Regions from separate parts of the Mus musculus genome. Here regions 1, 2, 3, 4 and 6 are each linked to region 5. A link is a contact called in public ChIA-PET and promoter capture Hi-C data. All regions are on one chromosome and are shown on one strand. The core of a region is the stretch at or near the end of the contact, and the rest is flanking DNA. Distances in the headings are between cores, read along the strand shown. Region 1 overlaps Cfdp1 (craniofacial development protein 1). Region 2 holds the start of Fcsk (fucose kinase). Region 3 holds the start of Exosc6 (exosome component 6). Region 4 holds the start of Ddx19b (DEAD box helicase 19b). Region 5 holds the start of Mlkl (mixed lineage kinase domain-like). Region 6 overlaps Cfdp1 (craniofacial development protein 1).

What was found. Promoter capture Hi-C pulls out the DNA fragments that hold promoters and counts their contacts. ChIA-PET counts read pairs in DNA pulled down with a chosen protein or histone mark.
Region 1: a promoter capture Hi-C map of liver shows a contact between it and region 5, with 2.8 times the contacts expected there. The contact joins the enhancer-like site here to the promoter of Mlkl in region 5. A contact is called at or near these places in 6 of 39 promoter capture datasets (the 3T3-L1 cell line, the C10 cell line, hematopoietic stem and progenitor cells and 2 more), 1 of 15 datasets of contacts at CTCF or cohesin (large pre-B cells), 1 of 484 Hi-C or Micro-C datasets (embryonic fibroblasts), 3 of 115 datasets of contacts at active chromatin or transcription factors (the NIH/3T3 cell line, bone marrow-derived macrophages and large pre-B cells) and 1 of 9 other capture datasets (adipose tissue).
Region 2: a promoter capture Hi-C map of liver shows a contact between it and region 5, with 2.3 times the contacts expected there. The contact joins the promoter of Fcsk here to the promoter of Mlkl in region 5. A contact is called at or near these places in 2 of 39 promoter capture datasets (both in liver) and 1 of 115 datasets of contacts at active chromatin or transcription factors (bone marrow-derived macrophages).
Region 3: a contact with region 5 is called in a promoter capture Hi-C map of pre-B cells, with 2.7 times the contacts expected there. The contact joins the promoter of Exosc6 here to the promoter of Mlkl in region 5. A contact is called at or near these places in 2 of 39 promoter capture datasets (liver and pre-B cells), 1 of 115 datasets of contacts at active chromatin or transcription factors (memory CD8 T cells) and 1 of 9 other capture datasets (pancreatic islet).
Region 4: an RNA polymerase II ChIA-PET map of effector CD8 T cells shows a contact between it and region 5, with 12 read pairs. The contact joins the promoter of Ddx19b here to the promoter of Mlkl in region 5. A contact is called at or near these places in 2 of 39 promoter capture datasets (3T3-L1-derived adipocytes and liver), 1 of 115 datasets of contacts at active chromatin or transcription factors (effector CD8 T cells) and 3 of 9 other capture datasets (adipose tissue, liver and pancreatic islet).
Region 6: a contact with region 5 is called in a promoter capture Hi-C map of liver, with 3 times the contacts expected there. The contact joins the enhancer-like site here to the promoter of Mlkl in region 5. A contact is called at or near these places in 15 of 39 promoter capture datasets (the 3T3-L1 cell line, the C10 cell line, the HPC-7 cell line and 9 more) and 2 of 484 Hi-C or Micro-C datasets (cerebellum and cerebral cortex).

What each region holds. Positions count from the first base shown.
Region 1 is chr8:111,778,448-111,781,147 of GRCm38.p6, forward strand. It overlaps Cfdp1 (craniofacial development protein 1), which reads right to left. Exons shown (of 7, transcript NM_011801.2): 6 at 804-962. Among named protein-coding and RNA genes, the nearest start is that of Gm39252, 25 kb to the left of the region's middle. Within about 2 kb of position 1,439, at least 56 of the 459 cell types and tissues checked have an H3K27ac peak or open chromatin away from gene starts, as enhancers often do. A contact at or near this core is called in the NIH/3T3 cell line and liver, where this site is marked.
Region 2 is chr8:110,901,096-110,903,830 of GRCm38.p6, forward strand. It overlaps Fcsk (fucose kinase), which reads right to left and starts at 1,393. Exons shown (of 24, transcript NM_172283.3): 1 at 1,327-1,393.
Region 3 is chr8:111,055,088-111,057,978 of GRCm38.p6, forward strand. Exosc6 (exosome component 6) reads left to right here and starts at 1,252. Exons shown (of 1, transcript NM_028274.4): 1 at 1,252-2,577. The coding sequence starts at 1,284. The coding sequence ends at 2,105. It overlaps Aars (alanyl-tRNA synthetase), which reads left to right. Exons shown (of 21, transcript NM_146217.4): 21 at 1-482. The coding sequence ends at 117.
Region 4 is chr8:111,026,260-111,029,090 of GRCm38.p6, forward strand. It overlaps Ddx19b (DEAD box helicase 19b), which reads right to left and starts at 1,511. Exons shown (of 12, transcript NM_172284.5): 1 at 1,339-1,511. The coding sequence starts at 1,395. It also overlaps a transcript of Aars not described here.
Region 5 is chr8:111,336,873-111,339,572 of GRCm38.p6, forward strand. It overlaps Mlkl (mixed lineage kinase domain-like), which reads right to left and starts at 1,333. Exons shown (of 11, transcript NM_029005.3): 1 at 952-1,333.
Region 6 is chr8:111,800,331-111,803,063 of GRCm38.p6, forward strand. The region is part of intron 5 of Cfdp1 (craniofacial development protein 1); the gene reads right to left. Among named protein-coding and RNA genes, the nearest start is that of Gm39252, 47 kb to the left of the region's middle. Within about 2 kb of position 1,286, at least 33 of the 459 cell types and tissues checked have an H3K27ac peak or open chromatin away from gene starts, as enhancers often do. A contact at or near this core is called in liver, where this site is marked.

The DNA of each region.
Region 1 (2,700 bases), core at 189-2,688, 440 kb after region 5:
ACACACATCAGGGGTGAGAAATGCTGCCTTGAAGCCACGGGCTTATGTTTCTTTTGCACTCCCTAAGCACATAATGAGCTCCATTTTCTTCTATTCATCCCAAACAAAGCAAACAAAACAAAGCAAACAAAAACAAACAAAACAAAGCAAACAAAAAACAAACAGAATGCCCCATGCATGAGAGCTGGATGTGGTGGCTCTTGTCTGTGATCCCAGTACTTGGAGGACTGAGACAGGAGCATTGCCATGATTGTGAGGCTAGACTAGGTTATAGAGTGAGATCCTTTCTCAAAAACCCCACAGGGAAAACAAAACAAAATAAACACTAACAGGAATGATCATTTTTGGCTTATGGAATATCCTCTGTATTCTGGAGTGGATGGGAAATGGTATAGCAATGGCCTCTTATGTGTCATACAGGCTGCATGCAGCAAACAGTCCTACCACGCACAGGACTACAGTAACACAATGGAACAAACTAGCACCACACCATTCATGATAATGTGACAGTGTCCTGGCACTTGAACTAGACCACATTATCTGACGGCCAAGTGATTCAGATTAGAACAAGCCAATCACGGTGAGCCAGACCCCGTCTTGTGAATAAACCAGGCAACTTACAGTTCACTGAAGCTGTAATTCACTAACCGTCCTGGGAACACTGCTGCTCAGGGATGGGATCTGCCTCCGCTTAGAGCAGAGCTTCACCAGTAACTGAAGCACGGGAAGCCCTATTTGCTTAAACAGTTTGAAACAAGCCGCTGCAGAGCTCTGAGGCTGCGGAGGACAGACCCCCTTCTTACCCTTCTTTCCCTCGGTTATGGATGGCCAGTTCTTCACCAATCCCCTCTTCTTCCTTGAAGCTCTCCCAGTCCAGTTTGGATTTCTCAAGGGTGCTCATCTTCTGTTTTTTGGCTCCAATTTTCCCTAAGAGGCTGCTCATACCACTTGCTCTTTTTATCCTGTGGAAGAAAAGGGACTATGAGAACTCTGGTTTCTGCACTGGCCGTGTGTGCTGTTGTTGATGTGTACATGAGGGTCCCAGGTTGAAGCCATTTGTCTCAACAGAAACCATGCTTATACCTAGGGTATGTTCTTTGCTGTGTAGCAACTATAGACAGGGCATTATCCTAATACGCCTTTCCTGCCTAACATCCATGCCTGCTTAGCTGCACCGCTGACAGGAGCCCTCACCCCTTCAGACCCCCTTGTACTGGGTGGCAGGTCCCTGCTTGCAGGGAGGGAGGAAAATGGAGGGCTTCAGGTAAGGCTCTGAAATCACACACAGGCACAAGCTCGAATTCCAGCTCTGCCCCAATGACTCAAGGCTAGCTGTTCAAGTGCATGTGCCTTGATTTCTCAACCTACACTGAATGCTTACTCATGGATGGCGAGGAACTGTCCATGCAAACAGCCAACACAGCATCCGGCATAGGGTCAAGGTGCAGTTAACTGCCGGCCACTGTGAATCACTGTCCTCGTTTGTGCTTTGAAGCCCCAGGGGACTCTTCCACAGAGTAAGAAACAGTTTCCAGTACAGATGAGCAAGGAGTCACAGCACTGTGACTTTTAAAGGCAACTGCCTTTCAACTCCTGTAAGCTGGGGCCTGGTTTTTCCCAGGAGGCGGAGAGCATCCCGAAAGCATAGACTGTACAGCCTGGGCTCTGCGTGCTGGTGATGCTATCTACCATGGGCTGTGCGAGAAACTCCAAATGCCAAAGTCAAGTCTTGGCAGGTCAAATGTTTCCAGTCAATGTTACACGAACGAGATAAGGGAAAGAGAAGGCGGCTAGAGTTTGTAAGAAGGTGACATGAGGAGAAGAAGCCATAGAAAGAACATGGGTTAAACAAACATACAAACACACAAACATACAAACAAAACCCCTATCTTTTGTGGGCTGGGGGCAGGAATGTGCAGACCATGGGACAACTTTGTTACCTTTTCTCTCTCTCTCTCTCTCTGGCAGCATCACCAGACTTATAGGCTTCTGTTGTTGGGTGCCAAAGGCCTTTGCCCACCAAGTCGTCTTGCCAGCCTGCTTTTGGCTTTATGAAAGTAAATGAGTTCTCCGCTGGAAGAAACCAGAGGTTCCTTTCTGCTTCACAGAGATAGGCTAGCAACGCCATTCTGACTCTCACAGAGCTTTCTCAGCCTCTGTGCATCCGCCTTGAGTTTGGCCTGCTGTAGCTATGGTGGCCTGCTCAGGTCAGTGTGGAATGTTTCTGAGCTGACCTGGTATCATTCTAACCCATCACGAAACCATGGACCGTGGGCTACTTGTGTCCTAGGCCAACAGGTCAGTGCCCACACCAGACATAAGACGTGGGAGTGGTACATTCTCATTCTAGTGACACTGGTCCAGAGGATGTTAGCGTCCCTGTCTAGGTCACATCCAGTGTATTAGGATACACTGGGCTCGTTTACTATTAAAATCAATTCTGAATGGCTAGGCAGGTATCACTGTCCTTGTGTTGAGCTGGATAAATAAGCAAAGTTCAGGGAGGCTAAACAAAAAAATACAACAAAGGTCAAACCAGCAGAAAATACAGACTCAGGACAAAGTGAGACCGCAGGACTTGAGTATCTCCAAGATGAGAAGCTGTTTGAGTTTTCTATGAGCAATTTTATTGTGCTTAAGATAATTCTAAATTAGGCCAAATGCACTGTATGCATCATCCTGGTTCTCTATGTGCAGCAG
Region 2 (2,735 bases), core at 143-2,642, 440 kb before region 5:
GGAAGATCTGGAAAAGTCTCAAGAAGTCAAGCAAGGCTATGGAGTTTTCCCAGTCAGATCAGCCAGGAGAGTAACTAACACTTAAGGAGTGTTTCTCAGGCACCTAGCCAACGGCATTGTAGTGACAGCTCACAGGAGCCATTCACCAGTCCTAATAGGTGATCTTATCACACCACAGGCATAAAGGAAGCCTGGCTTAAAGAATAAGCAGGCTGCCTAAGGTCAGGTAGAGCTAGCATAAATAGCTGGGTGTGTCCCCGTGTCTATGTTCTCAGTCACAGGGAGGAATGGTCCTGGGTTGTCACACGTGGCATTTGCACAGTGATCTTAGAATACAGAGAAGAAATTATAGCAGCACTCTGCCCATTTTCACAGAGCTTCATTTGCTCAATCCAAGTTGGAGTTTTGAGGACTGGAACTTTTTATGTCTTTTTTTTTTTTTTTTCTTTTCTTTTTTAGTTACGACATAGTCCTACAAAGCAAACCTGGCTAAAAGCTTACACCAATTCATCTAGTCAAGGATTTTTGGTTGGTTGATTTTTTTTTTAGTTCTGTTTGCTTTCCAGTGCTAGGAAACCTCAGGAAAATTGCAGGAGAGTGAGCATACCCAGGGATGATAAAATAAGGCCCCTTATGCATACACGCACGCACACTCCAAGTACATATTTTTAAGACAGGCTCATATTATGCAGCCTTAGTTGGCCTCAAACTTTCCATCTTCTTGCCTCCACTTCCCAATACTAGGTTTACAGGCCTGGGCCACTATGCCAGCTCATAATCTGCTCATTGAACAAAGATGGTATAGGTAGGGACTACGCACATTTCAGCATTTTAAAAACTTTAAAAGTTGAATGTATGTGTGTGTGTGAGTGAGTGAGAGAGAGAGAGAGAGAGAGAGAGAGGGAGAGAGAGAGAGAGAGAGAGAGAGAGAGAGAGAGAGAGAGAGAGGCAGGCCCAGGAGACTCTAATTTGCAGCTTTTTGAAGAACAAGAGGCAGAAAGAAGTTGGCTGGAAGTAAAACCAGATAGTAAACAATACGTTCATACAATGTGTACCCAGTGGGGTAAACTGAGGCAGGAAAACGACTCAAATCAAAATCAGAGCAGCGCTGGCATCTAGAGCTCCCTGGCTCAAGGGAATGTCGCTCGGTGTGCCAGGTGTCCGCAAGTCGTGGGGGTTCCCTCTGAAAACCCAGATCAAGAGAAGACTGCACTACAGAGGTCCCCTGCAGCTAACTAGCGCTGGGGGCGACGGCAGAGATCTGGGAAACCCGCAGGAAGGCGCCCCAAACTACAGTGGAACTGAAGACCCCGCGGACCCACATACCTGCGTCCGCCCAGCGCTCGCAGAGCCGGCTCTTTAACGCGGCTGCGCATGCAGCGCGGCGCACCCTGGGAAATGGAGTTCATTCGGCCTCCCGCCAGAGTCCTCAGAACCTACTCGCAGCCCCGCCTTACTGAAAGGACAAAGTTCTCAAACTTACAAGGAGTGCTAAATATACAAATTTCCAGAGAGAACAGGTGTCTTAAAGACACTGGCCAACTGTTTCTTTGTTTGTTTGTTTGTTTGTTTGTTTGTTTGTTTGTTTGTTGTGACTCGGGTACAAGGTAAAAGTATATTTTGATTGTTTTGTTTTGTTTTGTTTTGACAGGGTTTCTCTTTGTAGCCCTCACTGTCCAGGAACTCATTTGCCTTCCTCTGCCTATTGAGTGTGTGTGCAACCATCGCCTGGCTGTAATTTTGACCTTTTAAAATACTTTTTATTAAAGCTAAGTCTTTCTTAACTATTGATTAATTGAATGATTGATTGATTGATTGATTGAATATGAGTACACTGTAGCTGTCTTCATGCACACCAGAAGAGGGCATCGAATCCCATAACAGATGGTTGTGAGCCATCCCGTGGTGGCTGGGCATTGAACTCAGAACCTCTGGAAGAACTTAACTGCTGAGCCATCTCTCCAATCCCTTTATTTTGACCTTTTAAAAAGGATGGGGGTTTTGGGGTTTGTTTGTTTTTTTCTGTTTTTTGTTTTCTGTTTGGTTTTTCGAGACAAGGTTTCTCTGTATAGCCCTGGCTGTCCTGGAACTCATGCTGTAGACCAGGCTGGCCTCGAACTCAGAAATCCACCTGCCTCTGCCTCCCAAGTGCTGGAATTAAAAGCATGTGCCACCACAGCCCGCTTAAGAAGGATTTTTAAAAAGTTATTATTTTAGGGACTGGAGAGATAGCTCCACTAGTTAAGAGCACTCACTGCACTTCCAGAGGACCAGGCAGATCACAACATCCTCACACAGACATAAACCACCAATGCAGGCAAAACACCAATGCATATGAAAATAAAAATGAATAATTATGAAAATGACTTTGCTTTTATTATTACCGTCAATGCCATCATTTTATGTGCCTGAGTGTTTTGCCTGCATGTGTGTCTGCACCTCGTGCATTCCAGAAGAGGTTGCCAGCAGGTATTGGATTCCCAGAAGTTAGAATTAAAGACCATTGTGACCACCATGTGGGTGCTGGGAATCAAACCCAAGTCCTCTAGAAGAGCAGCCACCTGCTGATCCATCTCTCCACCTGTTTTTTGGTTGTTTTGTTTTGTTTTATTTTTTATTTTTTTTAGATAGGATCTTCCTATGTAGCCCAGGCTGGCCCTCATTCAAACTCCTCCTACTTCAGTCTCCAGAGTGCTAGGATTGTACGAACTCACCACCATATCCTTCAGATTTTT
Region 3 (2,891 bases), core at 2-2,501, 280 kb before region 5:
GGCGGTGGCAAGGACATGTCCGCCCAGGCCACAGGCAAGAACGTGGGCTGCCTTCAGGAAGCACTGCAGCTGGCTACCTCCTTTGCCCAGCTCCGTCTGGGAGATGTGAAGAACTGATGGGAGGGAAGCCCTCTCGGGAAAGCAACTCGCCATCAACCAGACATGTCCGAAGGCGGGAATTCAGCCAGGAGCTCTCCTCCCGCCACGAAGACATTGGAGTCATGGGACCTCTCAGCAGCCCTGTCCGTCCTGATCCAGCGGTAATGGGAACACGCCTGGAGCTGTCCTGTGATTCATTGCCCCCCTCCATTACTGCTCTGAGCCCATTCATGTCAGCACCATCTGTCTAAAATCACTACCCAGGAATGCTTTTTAACGTCATGATCACATCTAGATGAGGTCACTCTGCCAGCCTGAGGCTTTAGGTCTGCAGAGGAAGGAAGCCTTTTCTCTGCAGAAAATAAAAAGGACCATGTGCAATACTTGGTGATGTCATGCGCTCTGCTTCTTGTCCTGAGGTGAGCCCTGGCTCCTGTATATCTGTTACGGTTCCAGCCTGTTTCTGGTTGATGGTATCACCGAATAGACTCCCAGACTCCTGAAAGTTCAGGAAATTCAATAGAAGGGTGGAGGAAAATAATTCTGAGTTGCTTCCAGTGGAGAACCACTGTTCTTAGTCTCTTAGGACAACCTCCACCATGCCTGTCCACATGCCTGTTTGAGGCTGCTGATATGAGGTCAGACAACTGATATAGGCAGTATGAACATGTAGGTGTGTCCTACTAACTGCCCCACCCCTACTGCTTTAACCTAAAGTAGGTTCAAGACCCTGGCCCAGCCCTAAAATGCAATTTGTATGAATCTACAAACAGCAGGGTCTGGAAGCAGAGATACTGTCTGCTTATGACAGTTCCTCAGAGTGTTAGAAATATCTAGTTGTACAAAGAGAGATACCGTCCATTTATTAAACAAGTGTTGAAGCAGCCAGAGGACTAATTGCACGAGTAAACAAAAACCTCTCACCTTGGGCAAGCTTATGTGAAACAGTCTGAATGCAAACTTCTAGGAATAACAACAGATCCGTTCCTTAGGACTAGCTAAAGTACCAGCATAGGAGTCCAGCTATACCTCGCCGTTCTTCCTCCACTCCGCTAGGTGGCAGCGCGCACACCTACCGCTCTCCCGATAGGCTCTGCGCGGGCGCGCATCTTTAAGCGAGCGGAAGAGCCGGGTGCGCAAGGGCAGCCCAGCAGGCGGAAGTAGCTCGCACGCCGGTAGCCGCCATGCCGGGAGACCATCGCCGCATCCGCGGGCCGGAGGAGTCTCAGCCGCCGCAGCTGTACGCGGCCGAAGACGACGAGACGCCCGCTGCTCGCGACCCGACGCGGCTCCGCCCGGTGTACGCGCGCGCCGGGCTGCTGAGCCAGGCCAAGGGCTCCGCCTACCTGGAGGCGGGCGGGACCAAGGTGCTGTGCGCCGTGTCCGGTCCGCGGCAGGCCGAGGGCGGCGAGCGCGGCAGCGGCCCTGCGGGAGCGGGCGGGGAAGCTCCCGCTGCCCTCCGGGGTCGCCTGCTCTGCGATTTCCGCCGCGCTCCCTTCTCCGGTCGCCGGCGTCGCGCGCCCCAGGGCGGCGGCGGGGAGGATCGCGAGCTGGGACTGGCGCTACAGGAGGCTCTGGAGCCCGCCGTGCGCCTGGGGCGCTACCCGCGTGCTCAGCTCGAGGTGTCGGCGCTGCTGCTGGAGGACGGCGGCTGTGCGCTGGCCGCGGCGCTCACCGCGGCCGCGCTCGCCCTGGCCGACGCGGGAGTGGAGATGTACGATCTGGTGGTGGGCTGCGGCCTGAGCCTCACCCCGGGACCCTCCCCGACCTGGCTGCTGGACCCCACGCGGCTGGAGGAGGAGCACTCCGCGGCCGGTCTCACGGTGGCCCTCATGCCTGTGCTCAATCAGGTGGCCGGGTTACTGGGCAGTGGGGAAGGCGGGCAGACTGAGAGTTGGACCGATGCTGTGCGCCTGGGCCTGGAGGGCTGCCAGCGCCTCTACCCAGTGCTGCAGCAGTGTTTGGTGCGGGCTGCCCGCCGGAGGGGTGCCGCCGCCCCACCCTGATTGGAAAAAACCGGAGCGACGAGGATTCGAGGACTGCTATCGCCCTTCTCTCCCTAAAGGACCAAGCGCTGATGGTCGCCTGACTCCGCAGAGCTGAGAAACGAAGAGTGGGGCAGTTGGGCGCACAGAACCAAAGCACTGGACAGCTCTGTTGGAAAGGTTTAAAAGGCCGTTGGAAACACGATCCAGTTGGAGAGATTTGAAAGCAGCCATACTCCCAAGTTGGAAAGGACTTGGGCTGGATTTACCTAGTAAATGAGATAAGGGGCTATGGTCTTGTAGGAGATGGACCCAGTGCAGGCCAGCCATTGGCTCCAATACATAATAAACTGATTCTTTTGAGAGGATGGACCAGGGGACTTTGCCTTCTCACTACTCAGAGTAAAACATAAAAACTATTTTATGACTGGAAATACATCTGTTGTGTTTTTTCTTGATACTAGAGTTAGAAACAATGCTGTTCTGAACTGGGTGTGTGTTGAGTCTGTGTTTTCAAGGGCTCCGAGTCATTACTGCCTTAAGTGTTCATATTAGCCCACTGTAACTAAGAAGGGGTGATGTGCTTTGTAGGAGAAACCTCGTGCCCTGGAGCATTGTCTGGGGCAGCTGCTGAGGTGATAAGTCTGAGGAGACTCCAGGACAGCCAGGGCTACACACAGAAACCCCTGTTTTTTGGGGGTGGGGGGAGGGAACTGGAGAGAGTTAAAAGAAGTTCTGGTGCCCCCCTATCCTTTCCTTTAGGACAAAATCATGTCTAGGAGTTGGGTAACTGAAGGATTATGCTCT
Region 4 (2,831 bases), core at 261-2,760, 310 kb before region 5:
ACAAAAATAAATAAATAATTCCCTCAATGCACAAAGCCAAAAATATTATTTCTCTTTAAACTATATACAAAGAGTGGGCGAGATGGCTCAGCGGGTAAGAGCACTGACTGCTCTTCTGTCCAGAGTTCAAATCCCAGTAACCACATGGTGGCTCACAATCACCTGTAATGAGATCTGACACCCTCTTCTGGTGCTTCTAAAGACAGCTACAGCGGTACTTATGTATAATAAAAAATAAATCTTTGGGCCTGAATGAGCGGGGCCAACAATTCCCAACAACCACATGAAGGCTCACAACCATCTGTACAGCCACAGTGTACTTATATACATAAAATAAATCTTTTTTTAAAACCCTATATATAATAAAGGCTTTGAGCCAAAATGGATAGTTAATTCTTTATTGTATTTGATATATATGTGTGTGTGTATGTATATGTGTGTGTGTATATATATATACATATATATATATATACATATATTTTTTTTCCAGCAAGATCACTATGCAGCCCAGGTTGGCCTCTTACTTGAGTCAGCCCTCCTGTCTTAAGTCTCCAAGAGATAGGATGAGGGCTGGTGAGATGGCTCAGTGGGTAAGAGCACCTGACTGCTCTTCCGAAGGTCCAGAGTTCAAATCCCAGCAACCACATGGTGGCTCACAACCATCCGTAACAAGATCTGACTCCCTCTTCTGGTGTGTCTGAAGACAGCTACAGTGTACTTACATATAATAAATAAATAAATATTAAAAAAAAAAGAGATAGGATGAGAGGTGCCACATCACAGTGACAGGTTCAAACCTTTATTTTTTCAAAGTTAAAAAAAAAAAAAAGAACAAGGTCCTAATTCTTGGAAAATTCAAGACATATATAATTCCATATTTAACTCTAATCTTGCTACTATGTATCAGGTTCAGAAAACCAGTTAAGCCAACCAAAAGATTTACTGATAGGCCCCACCAGTCATTCACTACCAATAACCAAGCTAGAGGTAACCAAGTTGGAGGAGTCATACAAATAAATATGAGTAAGACAACCTCCCTGAGCCCAGGAAACTCAAAGCCCAAGCTACAGATTACCATCCGAGTTTGTGAGTGCAATCGAATATCAGCCCTGATTCCAGGAAGACAGGCAGGTGGCTGAGCACTATGGGCAACCAAGCATCCAACTTGAGTTTACACAAGGTGGAAGGGCTTGGGTAATCAAAGCCAGCTCTGGTTTCGGGGCCCATGCCGCCAGGGTCCTCCACCCAGTTCCAAGCAACCTAAGATCTGTCCTTCTAAGGGGCAGATATCCTGACTGGCACTGGCCCCTGGTCCTCCAGCGGTTGGTGACAACTCACAGACTCAGCTGCGGCTTCCTGTTCGTCTACTGCTAGGGCCCAAGAATCCGTAGCCATGGCCCGCGGTGCCGGGGCAGCGCTGGCAGGCTTGCCCGCTTGGGCGGTGCGACCGCGGACTCAGGTGGGTGGCAGAGAAGTCCAGCACCGCCCCGAGGGAAATCATTCACTAAAGCTCAGACCGGAAACGGCGCGCCACGGTGTCGTCAGAGTCAGCGTCAGCTCCGCGCCCCTAAGGTCCGGGGATCCAGCGCCACTACTGTCCTCTTCGGGTTCCCACCCATCACCCTTCGCTGCAGATCGTCCTACAACCCAACTGAGGTAGCCAGCATTAAATGCTCTTGGACCGAAGGCGGAAAGTCACATTTTCAATCAGCATGGTGGCATAGATGGCCCTGGTATAACTATTACAGCCAGAATACATAAGCAAGTGTTTTACCTTTTCAGGATATTTAAAATGCCTCTGTGTAAACGTGCCTTACCAGACTCTTAGCTAAGGTCAAAATAGTATCTGTTCTTTTCAATTTAATAAGATGTCTAAGCATTGACAATCAGTCCCGTGAAACAAACAGGTGCTCAATGATATGCCCCAAATTGAGTTTTGAACACCAAAGGAAGATGCCAAGGAAAATTCTTGGTAGAGTATCAGAGACCAGAAAGAGCAAGCGGTTTGCTCAATCAAATCAATTCAGTTCCTGAAGGAAATGGTAAAAGCAGTTTAATAACAAAATACATGACCTCTGGCGTTATCTATGCTTTCTTCAGATGGCCATCTCTCCTCTCCTATGTAAAGGTTGTGTCGTTGGCATTTTATTTAATTACTTTTGGATGAATACTTTAAAGATTTAGTCATTTAATTTTATGTGTATGAGTGCTTTGCTTGCATGTCTATGTGCACCACATGTGTGCTTGGTACCTAGTCAGAAGAAAGTGTTGGATACCCTGGAAGTGGAGTTACAGATGGTTACAATGTGGCTACCTGGAATGGAACCCAGGTACTATGCAAGAGCAACAAATGCTCTTAATCTCTGCTCCATCTCTCCAGCCTTCACAGCCTTCATTTTGGGAATTTTTTTTCCGAACTTTTTTTTTTTTGGTTTTTTGAGACAGGGTTTCTCTGTATAGCCTTGGCTGTCCTGGAACTCACTTTGTAGACCAGACTGGCCTCGAACTCAGAAATCCACCTGCCTCTGCCTCCCAAGTGCTGGGATTAAAGGTGTGTGCCACCACGCCCTGCCTAATTTTGGAAATTTTAAAAAGGAAATAGCTCTAGTTTTAGAATAGTAAAATAAAGGCAGAAGGAACTACCTGCTTCCCCCTAACCAGGATTAAATAGGTCTTTATCCTGTGTATTCCATAGAAAGAAACTGAGCATCTTCCTGGAACTATAAAAACATTTTACTAATACCCCATGATAATAAATTAACCTCAAGAAATGTTGGATAGGTAAGGGTGGGGTGGAGGCAGGAGCCAGCTAGGAGGCCATGATCATATTT
Region 5 (2,700 bases), core at 83-2,582:
GTGTGTCTGAGGATAGCAACAGTGTACTCACATAAAACAAATTAAATAAATCTAAATCTTACCAAAAAAAAAAAAAAAAAAGTGAAAAAGCAGCCAAACTGAAATCAAGCATGTGAGTAATTAGTTTTCCTTGTCCCCAGGATTCCTGGGCAGGAGGCACAGGCATTAATGTCAGAGTACTCTTTAATGGCTGAGCCATCTCTCTAGCCTGTCAGGACGCTCTTAGAGAAAAATCAATGGATCTCGGGGCCCAGCCATTCCCAGATGGTGAGCCCAAGTCGTCAAGGCTCTTTCTTGGATGTCTGAGAGCAAAGGAGAAAAATCTGGAAGCACTACTAAATATATTAATTACTCATATCCTCCCCCCCCCCCCCAGCCTGGACTATACAGTGAGTTCCAGGCCAGCCAGAGCTACACAGTGAGATCCTGTTTCGATAAACAAATAAATAAATAGTCTAAAAAAAATCAGATGCCCTTTAAAAAAAAAACTTTACGTTAGATTATTCGTGAAATGGGCCCCAGAAAAGGAAGAGGGCGTTCATAGTTAAGAACTGGAATCCCGCTGAGTAATGGTGGAGCATACATGCCCTTAGTCTCAGCACTTGGCAATCAAGAGGCAGGCAGATCTCTGAGATCATGTCCGGCCTGGTCTACGGAACAAGTTCCAAGTTCCAGTGCAGCCTGAGCCACCCAGAGAAACCCTGTCCTGAGTCCCCGCTTCCCCCACCCCTACCCCAAACCCCCGTAATCGTCTGTGCTGGAAATTAATTGTCCTACTGACTACCCATCTACTCTACGACTTGGGCACCTCGGGGCGGGTCCCCAGTCCCCACCTTTTGCCTTTCCTCGAATGCCATTCCTCGATCTCCATCCTCCTTGGGCAAAAAAAGGTCAGCAGAGATCTCAGCAGAATAACAGCCCAATTTAGTTAGGGAATCGAAACCAACTCACCCTAAGTTCCAGGAAGTCCAATCTGTGATTCTGGGATTCTCCTGCTTCCTCCTGCCGCGCTACAGCTCACTGGATTCTACGTGATCTCCGAGGGGCGCTCGTCCGGTCTATCCTGCGCTCAGTTCCTGTAGGATCATCAGTCTCCCGCCGCTCCCGGACCGCGGTCTTCTGCCTCGTTGACAATGCACGCCAGGTCGGAGCAGGTCCCCGGTGTCCTGAGTCCCCTCCCTTGGTGCAACCTTAAAGCTCTCGCCTCTCGGAGGAACTCCGCACCAGCCGCGGTTCCCGCCTAAAGTCAAATTTGGGCCAACGCAGCAATGCTCCAGCAGAGTCCTCAAAACCAACCTGTCCGACAGCTATTTCTGTCCAGAGTTCTGCTCCGGAAGCCGCGGCCAGTTTGACACGCCTTCCCCCGGCTTTCTACTCCTACTGGAGATATGCCAGCTTCCCACACCCGCTCTCTGGACAGCTCCCAGTTGAAGCCCCTAGTTGGCTGATTCTTTCCCCAAATCCATTAAATAGTTACTCTTCCCAGGTTCTCTGTTTGAGGTCTTGAATTTGGGGGTTGAGAAAATAAGGTTGCAGAGAGCCCTGATAGCCAGTGTAAGGGATAGCCTGGAACTTCAGCATAATTAAAAAAAAAAAAAAAGAAAGAAAAAGAAAAAGAAAACGAAAGTGAGGCGGATGTCCTGAGTCATTTTCCTCTCTCGAGGCAAAAGGCCTTGTCCTCTGACTTCAACGTGTGCACTGGCCCTGGCACGCAAACGCATGCATACCACACCGGTAAATACATAAAAATGGAGGTAACCCGTAGAAGTGCTGAGGCGGTTCCTTTAGCTGCTTTGTGTTGAATAATCCTGGGGCAGGGGATGGAGAGTAATGGAGGAAGTTTAAGGGAGTGTGAAGTTACCCAAGTAGGGGTCAGTTCCTTTTTTTCCCCTTCTAAGGTCATCTCCAAACTTTGTTATTTTTCAAGATGAGTTTATTATTTGTCAGTTATACCCCCAGTTAGCTAGTATAAGAAATAACCTTTCATTAGCTAGTTGGTGGTGGCACAGACCTTGAGTCCCAGCACTCAGGATCTCTGTGAGTTCGAGGCCAACCTAGTTTACAAATCCAGTTCCAAGAGCGCTAAAGCTCTACACACACACACACACACACACACACACACACACACACTCAGATATATGTTGAGATATATATCTCAAAAATAAAACTAAAACAAAATTTAAAAAGAGGAAGGAAAGAAAGAAGAAAATGCCGTTGGCTGACTCATGCTATATAGCTGGGAAAGAATAGAAATAAATTGTATGGGGAGACATTTTACTTTGAGGCAACATAGTTCAGGGATGTCTGGGGGGCTTAGTTTACCTGTTTTCTCACTTCTTTTCTTTATTAAAGATTTATTTATTTTATATTATGTGAGTACACTGTCATTGTCTTCAGACATACCAGAAGAGGGCATCAGAACCCATTACAGATGGTTGTGAGCCACCATGTGGTTGCTGGGACTTGAACTCATAACCTGTGGAAGAGCAGTCAGTGCTCTTAACCACTGAGCCATTGCACCTGCTCCATTTTCTCTCTCTCTCTTTTTTTTTTTTTTTTGCCCTTTCTCCCCACAGACATTCCCCACAAGATCTCATGTAGCCCAGGCTGGCATGGAATTCACTGTGTAGCCAAGAGTGTTCTTAGACTGTTGGTCCTCCAGCCTCCCCTCCTTCATCCTGGGATAACAGAAGTGCACCA
Region 6 (2,733 bases), core at 36-2,535, 460 kb after region 5:
CACTCGGGGGAGGCAGAGGCAGGGGGATTTCTGAGTTCGAGGCCAGCCTGATCTACAAAGTGAGTTCCAGGACAGCCAGGGCTATAGAGAAACCCTGTCTCAAAAAACCACAAAAAAAAAAAAAATTGCTTTCTTTTCCTCCTCTACTGTACTCAAATAGTTACATAAAACACAAACCACTTCTATTGCTCTACTGGAAAGTTTGCTGACTGAATGGTGGGAGAGGGAAATCCTTCAACAGGAGTACTGCCAGATCAGTGCACCTCCTAACCCTCATCTGAGAAACTTCTACCTGCAGTGGGTGGGGACTGGCCAAAGGGCAGAGAACAAGAGAGGGACAAATGCTCATCCGTCAGTGGAACAAGTACCACACTCCCCTCCCCGAAGGCTCTGACCGTCGAGGGAGCGAGGAAGAGAGGGTCTAGGAGCTAGAGGCAGTAGATGACTCTCAAGAGCAGGCCTCTCCATCCACAGTGGGCAGCTGCACATATGACCTGACAGTAGTTGTGACAGCATACAAAAGCCCTGTGCAAGCTCAAACCAGACCAGATACCAGCACGGAGAGGGGAGCTGAGCACAGAATCCCACACCTAGCTGTGTTGGCATGTGTTAGCCGCAGGGAGAGAAGGAGTTTTCTCCAGTGGATGACCACACATCCAATAGTATTTGGGCAGCACAAATTGGTCTTGATGCTAGGTCTGTTTTTTGTTTTTAAAGTTGGAAGTTGGATGGGTCTGTAAGGAGGGGTAGATTTGGGAAGTTGGGACAGGGGTGAATATAATAAAAACACACTGTAAGACACGCTTAAAGAATAATTAAAAAAAAAAATCACTGCCATGGGATAAAAGCACCATATAAAATAGAAGGCAGTTTGGACTGGGAAAAGGCTCAGTGGTAGATGCTAGCCTCAGAATTCTCCAACATTTAGGTCTGATCACCACACACACTGCACAGTAAAAAGAACAAGTCCGTTTTATTATGGTCCTGCAAAAAGAGAAAAAGTGGAATGAAAAATTTCCCTGCAAATGGAATCAAAATTCAAATAGAAAACCCAAGACTTAGAGGCTCCTCAGCAGGCTTCACCTCTCTGCCCATGGATTCTTTTCTCACTTTTGGATCTCATTTGCTCAGTAAGAGTTAACTCGTACATTAAAGGAACGTTGTTCCAGCTTTACAGAAAGCTTTTAAGGACAGGGTCAGTGCAAGGACCAGATTCTTCATGAACTCATTAAGCAGACAGGTCACTGTGGCCTCAGGGTTCATTCAGCAGCAGGAAAAGCTCCGCTGGTAATGCGAGTTGTTTCCTGTACATCTCAAAATGCACAGGACGGCTCTGGTCTCCATTGTGAGCCTGCTTCCTGACTGGGAAGGAAAGAAAATACTTTCACGATGACTATTCTTTTCTTAGGCTGGTGTTACATTTGGCCACAAGACATCATGGGCAAGCACAGGGCTTCTACCCCAGGGCACTTTCTAATGCTCCTCTTTGCAGTTAATTATGTTCTGACAAGGCTGTGTTTACTTCACCAGCTTTTAATGAATTGTGTGTACATGCTGACAGCTGTAATTAGTAAGTGTTGCAGTAACTGCATCCTAGTCTCCTGTACAGCACAGCGTCAGCCACTCTTCTCTTTGCCATTCTTTTTTTCTTTCTTTCTTTTTTTTTTGTTTTTTTGAGACAGGGTTTCTCTGTATAGCCCTGGCTGTCCTGGAACTCACTTTGTAGACCAGGCTGGCCTCGAACTCAGAAATCTGCCTGCCTCTGCCTCCCGAGTGCTGGGACTAAAGGCGTGCGCCACCAATGCCCGGCCTCTTTATCATTCTTGACCCTCCTATTCCTACTCCAAAGTGAGATTCAAGGCTATTAAGGAAACCCAACTGGTTTTTCTATATCGTTCAGAAATGCTCTGTTTTATACTGTTGAATCTCAACATCTAACCTGAGAACGCCATTCAGGATTGCATAATCACCATGCTGTTGAGAGAAAACCCGGTGCTTCTCTCTGGAGTAAGAGATTGGCAGATAGACAGAGGACTCCAGAACACAACTCCTAGACAAAGCTCTCCATGCTGGACAGGACACAGAGAACTCAGCATGGTGCTGACAGTCACAGACAGGAAGCTTTCTCTCAACTTTATATCCATAGCCGTTTGGGCAGGAAACGGGGGACGGGGTGGCTGTGGGAAACTGACCAACAATCCTATACTTTTCCTGGCTTTGGACTCAGCATTTCTGGAGAATGCAAGTTCTTTTCCTCGGCCCGCTTTTCCTTACCCTCATGGCTAAGATTCTCTCCCCATGCTTGGTTTATGTTTTTCTCAAGCAGTAAATAAAAAGGCACCAGGGACCCACGGCGAAGAGCTCTGGCTAGAAGAATCACTTGTCTCAATCTTTCCTCTCTGCTTTGGTTCTTGGCCTTGCCGAGGTCCATTTCCCTACAAAAAGTCAGCTGCCATGGTCTGTTTTATACCTCAAGTCCCGTGGCCTTTAACTGACAGACATTCTAGCTTAGAGCTGTCAGATGCACCGCGAGCCTTGGTGTCCCAGCCCACAGCAGGAAGGTTCCACTCTCCAGCATGCTGCAACATCTGCTAGGATGCTTCCTCTGTATCTGTGTGCTAGAGGTTTTCAAGCCCGTGGTTAACACCAGAGTTATTTTTCACTATAAGACATTGAGAACCAAGGCTCCATGACTGAGCTGTTTGTTGTGGAAATGTGAGGCCTGGAGTCTGG